2 separate regions of the Drosophila melanogaster genome follow, and region 1 is linked to region 2. The links are chromatin contacts, called in public HiChIP or PLAC-seq maps. All regions are on one chromosome and are shown on one strand. Each heading gives the region's core, a stretch centred on a gene start, on an enhancer-like site or on the middle of the called end of the contact. The rest is flanking DNA. Distances are from core to core; before and after follow the strand shown. Region 1 holds the start of CG14618. Region 2 holds the start of Elys (elys,).

What was found. HiChIP or PLAC-seq counts read pairs in DNA pulled down with a chosen protein or histone mark.
Region 1: a contact with region 2 is called in an H3K27ac HiChIP or PLAC-seq map of the Kc167 cell line, with 5 times the contacts expected there. The contact joins the promoter of CG14618 here to the promoter of Elys in region 2. A contact is called at or near these places in 1 of 107 Hi-C or Micro-C datasets (embryo) and 1 of 6 datasets of contacts at active chromatin or transcription factors (the Kc167 cell line).

The regions. Positions count from the first base shown.
Region 1 is chrX:22,471,319-22,475,732 of dm6, reverse strand. CG14618 reads right to left here and starts at 2,035. Exons shown (of 2, transcript NM_134620.4): 1 at 1,188-2,035; 2 at 735-1,096. The coding sequence starts at 1,923. The coding sequence ends at 873. CG12576 reads left to right here. Exons shown (of 4, transcript NM_001272844.2): 4 at 1-882. The coding sequence ends at 2. CG14613 reads left to right here and starts at 3,712. Exons shown (of 4, transcript NM_001272843.1): 1 at 3,712-4,384. The coding sequence starts at 3,957.
Region 2 is chrX:19,649,918-19,654,431 of dm6, reverse strand. Elys (elys,) reads right to left here and starts at 2,127. Exons shown (of 7, transcript NM_134496.3): 1 at 1,874-2,127; 2 at 1,170-1,805; 3 at 794-1,110; 4 at 376-739; 5 at 116-306. The coding sequence starts at 1,976. It overlaps Ranbp21 (Ranbp21,), which reads left to right and starts at 2,163. Exons shown (of 2, transcript NM_001298524.1): 1 at 2,163-3,029; 2 at 3,115-4,514. The coding sequence starts at 3,132.

The sequences.
Region 1 (4,414 bases), core at 786-3,285, 2.8 Mb before region 2:
AAAGATTGGATCAATCGGCGATCGGACCGATTTGTCGTATTATAAAGCTATTGTCTTAACATACATATGCATACACAAATAGAACTCAAAAAATCGACAGACAAACAGACGGCGCCAACGATTGGAGTGGTTCCAATTTCCCTGGTGGAGATCAGTTATATATTTTGCTACACACTAGTGCTATGTATACTTATATACTAAACTAATCATCCTACAGTTAAGCCAAAAGTTTTCCCCAGTTTTGTTTTTCTTCCTCTTGCTTTGTACATTTTGTTTTTTTTTTCCCCATTTAACCCTATGGTTATGACTATTTTACTTTATGACTTTAGTTTGTATTTGTCCTGTGTGTTTATCTACTGACCGCAAACAAAAGAAACAACGAGCGACGGCACGCAACTTGTACATATACCACAGATACACTTACACTTACGTATATGTATGGTTTATTTTGATGTCGCTGTGAGTGAGGGCGTTAGCTACTTAATCTGAATCCAAATCAAAATATTGATGCAGCAATTAAAAAACCAAAAAAAGTGGCAAATAAGAAACGCAGAAAAAACCATGAAGAGATTTGGTTCGGTGCTGTCTGAAAACGTATTAGCCATATAAAGTGCACAAATCATTTCAGCGTTATATAAAATTAGAAGACGCTATTATTTTTCTGCCGACTTTGCGCTGGCCATCATCGTGCGTTGTATAACATAAATTTCACGTTAAATGCAGTAACACACTTTCTTTGTATTCTTATTATTATTTGCGCTTAAAATACATAAGTTATCATTTAAATTGCGAAACAAAACGAAATGTGATTTTGTAAAAACAAAAACTGAAATAAAAATCAAAAAGACCTCGAGATCCGATGTCGACTGCCGTCAACTGTCTAAAGAATGGGATTCGATTTCAGACTCGACGGCGGTTAAGGTGGGCTTATCTGACTCAGCTTCCTGTTTCTGTTTTTCATCCTGCTGCTCCAAGCAATGATTCGGCTCCTTTTTGTCTGTGATTTTCGCCTTGGCTCCCTTGCGCATGGGAATAGTTTCCAGAATGGCCGTAGTCCAGTCCTGACCGGCAGCAACTTTGGTCAGCAGCTCAAACACTGGATAAATATGGAAGTATTAGCAATCAACATTGAATTCAACGTTTCTTGAATGAGGTTCTGACTACATTATGCAAATTGTACCACTCACCATGGTAGGTGCTCAGCACGGCCCTCGTCTTCATGTCTACATGCTCGCTAAGCGGGAGGCGAGCGGTAGTCAGCCCCGCCGACGTGGCCCTCGAGTGGCACAGGCCCTTGAAGTGATTGTGGTCCACCAGGCCACCGATGACGTAGGTGCAGCCGGGCTGCAGCTTGTCCAACACCCGATCCGACTCGCAGGTGAGGTAGACCAGTTGGCTATGCTCGAAAATATCGGTGTGCCCGCGATCGAAGTAGTACTGCACGTGCCAGTTCTCCCAGCCTTCGTTCTTCTTGAATGACTCGTGGATGTGACCGTTGCGCCGGATGCCTGTGAAGTGCAGATTGCCCGGCTGTGGGCTGCGCCGATTAATGGTGTAGATGCGAAGGCACTGCTTCACGCACTTGACGATGTCCCGTTCCTGCATCAGATCGTCGTAGTCCAGATCTATAGCGACCGAGAGGCCAGACTTTCCGCCGTCTGCCAACTGGCGTTTCTTCAGCTCCTTGCGGGAGGGTCCCGTCCGGACGGGCAGACCCAGCTCCTTGGCCTCCCGCCGCTTCTGCTTTTTCTTCTCACGCTCCCGTTCGCGTCGCAGCTTCCGGAGTTCGGCAAACTCCGCCAGCTTTCGCTGCTTCTTAAGCTGATTTTTGCTCATCGGCGTGCCGGGCGTTGTGCCCGGGCAATTGTTCAGGCTAAGCATCGCCGGGGTCACCTCCTTGAGAGCCTTTTCTGTCGTATCCATTGATCTTGTTACTAGATTTTTTGTTGTGTTTTACGTTACCGCTACCCTCGTGTATTTAAAAGTAGTTCAATTGGCTAAGAAAATTGAATATTGCCAGCAGCTGATTTAACAGCGTTTTCAGCGTGCTGCGCCTAACAGCACTCTGTTACGTGGGGAACACGCTTGAAAGCCCAAGCTAGCTGAAATCCCCTTATTCCATTGTCATATTTTGACAATTTTTCTAAATTCTACATTTACATAGTTTATATAAGAATTTTTAAATTCTTAGTATTTATGCGGATATGAGTTTATTTGTGACTGACTCAATGATCATGCATAGTTGCGGATATTTGCGGATTTTCATAAATTTTTCGCATAATAAGTCGGTCTGAACGGTTGAAAATTTTATTTTTACGTCCTTCTCCACATTTTGAATCCAATCTGCCCTCGTTTTTTGCGCGATTAATAACATTTTAAATTGTTCTCCGCGATGCAGAAAACATTTCTGACAATTCTTTAACAAATTTTCCCAAATGGTGATTATAAAAAATCAGTTAAACTACTTCAAAACTCAATCGTTTGCCAGGCATTTTTAAATTTTACAAAACTAACTTGAACAATGCTCAATTTGGCAAATTTCAAAACCAAATCTGCCACCCACACAACGCATAAAGCGTAAATGACGATTATGTATCGTTTGATTATCGAAATTCCTCGGAATAGGAGCAAAATAGAAAACAAAAGAAAAGTGTGCAAACAATTTCTTTACAGTGTGAAATCTGTGCAAGCTTAGATTTAGTTGTTTTTCTCGTTCATTGTTAATAGTTTTGTTATTATTTTTTACATATTGATAAAAAACATATAAAAAAATAAATGGAAATAAAAAAAATCCATAAAGGTAAACAAAAAGCCCTTAATATTGCATTGAAAGGCAGAAAATACAATTTATTTTCATTGTGCAAACAATTTCTTGACTATCTGTATGTAGTGTGCAATTCATAATGCGCTCACGAAAAATATGCATAGAGTGGATGGGCGATTAGATCCCGTTACTTTCGGTAGAAGACATTCGCATTGTACAGGAACAATTTTTTTTCAACAGTGTAGAATTGTATCTATGTATTTGTTGAATTGTACAATAGTTTTTTGTGTACCTATACATGTACTTATTTGTTATTTGCATTGGCTTATCCGTTAAATTGGCCACTAAAATTATGTACTGAAATTATATCCAAAAGAAATCCAAATGTTTTTTTAAAACGTGGTCGTGGCGATTTTCCGGCTTTTATATTCGAAGCAAACAACATATGTACATATCTTAATGTTGAGATCGCTTAGTAAGGATTTTTATTTTTCAACAAATTAGGTTTACCCTTCTTATCAATGGGTATAAATACATACATATGTCGCAGATCATTTAAATATAACGACATTTCTAGTAATTGCGCGTTTCTGCTTGGCACGCGCCTTTTCTATTCTTTTGATGCGCGGCAGAGACTCTTCGACAAATATGTACATATCTCACGCATCCTAAGCCCTTTGGTTAATGCAATTAAATATCAAGGGCGTAAAAGTTTAAGAAGATTCATTTCTCCTTATAAGATCTAAATCGTTGAGGCCCAGATATGTAATCTTGGTTAAGACTGGTGCTATCTTTAAACAATAGCTATTTGAGAGACCTTAAGGATAATTCGATTTTAAACTACTCAGCAATTTGTTAGTTGAGAAATACAAATGCGTAGAATTGAAAATAGAAAAGCTTTTTATGCCTACTATCGCCAGCCCTGTTACTTAACATCTAGTGCTTTTTCTCAGTTATCGAAAACCGATAGCCCGATGACTGCAGCAGGCCAGGTGAAATCAGAAGATATTTAATAAACTGAATTGAGCCGGCTCTGCGTGGGAACGTGCGTGTGGAATAGTCCCCAGGAGAATCGGGAAGTGGTAAATCTTGAGCCGCTGCTGCCAATAGAAGAGCACCCTCTGCGAGGACCAGCCCGGCACGTTGCATATTGGTTAATTCCTGTAGAGTATTGGCCAATACAGGTTCAATTATGGCAACAGTGGTCTTTCTGTCGCGCCAGCGATTGCTTGCCTGCTCCTTGCGGCTGTTCGGTGGCGCCCACTCAAGGTGCCTGTCGACGATGTCCGAGACTAGTCCAACAAGTCTGGCTAGTGATTCCTGGCCTCTCGCGAATCGCCGTAACCTGCTCCTGCCCACCGTCAACATCCGCTTCAACCACAAGTCGGCGAACCCGGCGGCGGCTGCACCAGCGCCCGCCATTAACAACTCGTCAGCCGGCGGCAAGGATTTGAAGGCCACCAACAGCACCACCTCCAGCGAACTCTTTGGCGAGGCGGCAAACATGGGTTTGTTCGCCAAGTTCAAGCACATGTACAAACAGTACTGGTACGTGCTCATCCCGGTGCACGTGCTCACGTCAGTGGGCTGGTTTGGAGGCTTCTACTACCTGTCAAAGAGGTGCGTACCATACCCCAGAAACCGTTCCGT
Region 2 (4,514 bases), core at 878-3,377:
ATGTTACTTTAAAACGAGTATAACGAGCATGATTCATTTCCCCAAAGACTGTGGTACTATATGATACCAGAAGATTTCCGGATAACTGATAATAATAACCTAGTGTGTAGCTCACCTTAGAGAATGTGGCGTTAGGGTTAAGCTCACAAAATTGTGGCAGGAGACGCAGGCGAACGATGTCCTCGTGGTAGATCTGAGGACGCAAAAAGAGCGTGGCACGATCACAGCGAAGTGCGTTCAGAAACCGATGCTGCACTCCGTCCTGGGCGTAGTACCGTTTGCCAGTTGGAGTTAACAGTGAGCAATCTGGAAATAGACGGTATTACTTGGCTATTAATCTTACTGGCGCTGGCTTCAATCACCGCTGTCACTTACCAAAGGTTAGTGAGTTGGGATAAAAGTGCTCATCGTAGCGCTGCAGTGAGACAAAGTGCAATATGGTGGTGGAACGCAAATCCAATGCCAGTCCCGTCTGTAGACCACTGAGTATGTAGCCGGACATGTAATTAGGAACTTCGTTTTTGTGAACGGATGTGGGCATCTCATCCTTGTACCACTGATTAATGTCGAACAGGACTAGCTTGTTCTTTTTATCTGCACTTGAGTGCCACGAGATGACAATCAGCAGCGTTCCGTTGTCGCCGGCAAAACTGAAAGTAGACGCCGTGGCGCAGCCGATCACGGAGCAGATGCCTCCGTCCAAGATTTGGCGGTTGCGCACGGTTCTAGAACGGTAGTCCTGCGAAGCAAGAAGTCAATATTGGTCTGTGCGTGACGGCTCAAGATTTCTCACCTTAAAACGGATCGTGTGGGTTTCCCGGTCCCGGTACGAGCCCCTGTAGCAGACCGAGTGCAGCATCATTTGCAGGACGTCGATATTTTGGTACAATGCACAGATGTAGAAACAGGGTTTGGGGTCATCCGGTGGCATAATGAGGCACATTCGCTTCACTGCTCTATTGACCCCTTTCCTTTTTACTGGCGAATTCAGATCAGTGGTCACGTCGAAGTTGATTAGGTCGTAGATCAGGATTCGGCCGTCTTCTAGACCAGCAGCATAGCCGGGCGCCATGCTAATGCCCATAAGGCAACTGATTCCAATGGATGCCACTGTTGGTAAATTGAAGGTTAACCTAGCTACCATGGCACACTGGCAGTGACAGACTCACCGTCCATCCGCACAGCCAAGTGAGCCCCTTTGGAGCGACAATGGGTCAGCTTGGAGCTGAGTTGCCTCTTGGACTCCTCGGAGGATACAAAGTATAGGTTCCCGTCCGACGGCTCATCTTTGGAACTGGGGGAGCAAAGGCTGCGCCTTTGGGTACTCGCCTGCAGGCTGTCGCTGTTCAGATCAACCAACAGCACAGTGCCTTCCTCGGTGGCCACGGCCAGACAGCCTTTAAACCGTCTCAGTCGCGTGAGTCCATAGATTCTTTTATCGAGGAACGTCAGCGCGCTGCACGTTATACCGTGAAGGTCGAAGCGGCGGAGCACCTGACTGTTGCGAATGGCATAGATGAGCACCTGCGTGCTCAACGGGCAGTCGATGGGTCTCTGATCGCCGCTGTTCCATGACTCCAGGCAGATGGCTAGCATAGCGGGGCGTTCGTGTTCGCCGGGGAAGAGCTCCTCCACGCAGCGAATGCTTTTGCGCGGCCCCAGATCATCGGATTCGCTCCAGAAGCAGTGCCAAGAAAGGTAATCGCCGGTGGACATGCTGCAGACCAGCAAAGTGGCATCGCTTCCATACCGCCAGGTCACCCAGCCCCATTGCCCGTCGCGTATGATGCCGCCCAGGTATTCGGCTGTAAAGGGATAGCGGAGATTCTTGGTGAATCGGTTTCGGCACACGCCGTATTTTGTGCACACTTACCGGCGTCCAAATGTGCCGACGGCTCCCGGCCAAATCCGGGTACTATGCGCTCCGGGAACGCAATCGTGCGGCTACCGTCCAACTCCACTTCGTGCCACTCCATCTCTATTTCATCAATGCCGGCCGCTTGCAAATAAAAATAAAATTATAAATACAGCGCTCTTGCACCGATTGATCGGCGTGTATGTTTTGTGTGTGCGTGAGTGTGTGAGTGCCTGAGCGGCCTGGCGTTGCCGCCTCGATTTGGCATACAAAAAAACCGTTGTTTTGCTTGTCGTGTATGCACGCTGAGTGGCCCAGTGCTGGCTAACGTCCGACAGAGATTCGCAAATTTAGCGATGGCAAGGACTTGAGTTACTAGTTACCATATATTTCTGTACATTTTCAATTTTTTCTATATACATGCTTAAACAAGTTTGTAACTGAGAGGCAAGCCAATCATTTGAAGAAAAGACTAGAAGCCGGCACTTGCAGCCTGGCAACTTCAACACCAGCAGACTGGCAACGCTGCAGAATTGCGAAAATATTGCGCGAATTTCATAAGGAACTCAACCGGCTGGCTTTGCATTTGAAGTCCGAATGAACACAGATAGTAGCAACCTTGAAGCGTAATGCCTTGTATCACTCAATTCAGGCATATATAGCTCCGAGTCAAGCTCTTAGTACATACAATAGCAACAATACTATCTGGCAACTTTCGTGCGCCGCTTGTCAACCCTGTCCCGTGCGATTTGCTGCACATTGTTCTAAAACAACCCAGCCGGAAAAGCGGTTTCAGTAGTGGTCTACTTCTATATGCGACTCAAATGTGAGAGACCTGACCAGAGGCTGTGTTCCAGGCAATAGGCGCTACCCAGGGCGATCATCGGTGCCCACAGGCAATCCCAACCAGAACACCAACACACCACAATCCCAGCTCACGCATTCCGCATTTCGCACACGGAACAGACCACACAACACACAGCACATAGCACATAGCACACACGCACACAGGTAGCGGCAGCTCTTTTAATCTTCCAAAACGTTGTCTGGCTCGCTGGCTGGTTGGCTGGCTCCACAAAAGCATTGGTCACAGACAACGCACGAGGGGATCGCGGCGGAGATCGAGAGGCTAGGCGAGATTTGGGTTTCGAGCGGTGGGCAGGGGCAAGCAGAGGTAAGTGGAGCACATGGCGCCCGTTGCAGGAAGAAGCCGCACCCAGGAAATTTGTTTCAATTCCAATCTAACGCAATACCCACAGGTAGACGCTAGCTAGCGATGTCCCAGCACGGAGGCACCGAGGCTCTGGCCGCCGAACTGGCCTCGGCCATCGATCTAGTCATGAACCCGATGACACAGCAACAGGCGCGCCTGGAGGCCTACATGGCCTGTGAGCGGTTTAAGGAGGAGTCGCCAATGTGCGCCCAGGTGGGCCTATTCCTGGCCAGCTCGCCGCAGTCTAACCAGCAAGTGCGACACTTTGGCCTGCAGCTGATCGAGTACACAATCAAGTACCGATGGAATTGCATTACGCACGAGGAGAAGGTGTACATTAAGGACAATGCCATCAAGATGCTGAACGTGGGCGTGGGCCCGGCGGAGGACCGCTCGCTGCTGCCCACGAAGGACGCGCTGTCGCGCATCATCGTCGAGATGATCAAGCGCGAGTGGCCGCAGCAGTGGTCCGACCTGCTGCCGGAGCTAAGCCAGGCCTGCACCAAGGGCGAGGCCCAAACGGAGCTGGTGCTTCTGGTCTTCTTGCGACTGGTGGAGGACGTGGCCCTATTACAGACAATCGAGTCGAATCAGCGGCGAAAGGACATGTACCAGGCGCTAAACAACAACATGAACGACATCTTCGAGTTCTTCCTGCGCCTGGTGGAGCAGCATGTGACTGCGTTCCGCGAGACAACGCGTCTGTGCAACTACACCAAGGCGAACGCGCACAGCCGTGTCGTCGAGATGGTACTGCTCACGCTGAGCGGCTTCGTCGAGTGGGTCAGCATCCAGCACATCATGTCCAGCAATGGCAAACTGATGCACTTCCTCTGCATCCTGCTCAACGACAAAGCATTCCAATGCAATGCGGCCGAGTGCCTGGCGCAGATCACGAACCGCAAGGGCCAGACCAAGGAGCGAAAGCCGTTGCTTCAGCTGTTCAACGAGGAGCCGCTGCGCTACATCTACCAGGCCAGTCAGATACCGGCCGACACAAGTTCCACACTGGCCGTCGAGCAGCACCTCAACTTCCTTAAGAAGTTGCTGCAAGTGCTGAACGGCATGGCGCAGCAACTGGTGGCGCTTTGGGGCAAGGACGACGCCACGCAACGACCAGTGCACCTGGAAGTCCTTCTCGAATGCCTATTGCTGCTCGTCCAGCATCCATCGCTGGGCCTCTCGCATGGGTCGGCGCTCATTTGGCAGCTGCTGCTTAAGCATGAGCCCTCCTCCAAAGACTTCGCCATGGTCAACTACATTCCCAAGCTCATCCACACGATTGCGCCCAGGATCGTGAAGCTGCCATATCCTGCCTCCGCTAGCTCGCCTGCCAGCCTCTCCACGGAGGCATATATTCGACTAGAACACGATAGTGAAGAGGAGTACGCGCTCTACTTTTTCCGCTGCCGGACCGACTTCCTTGAGATTTTCCGCCTGGCCACC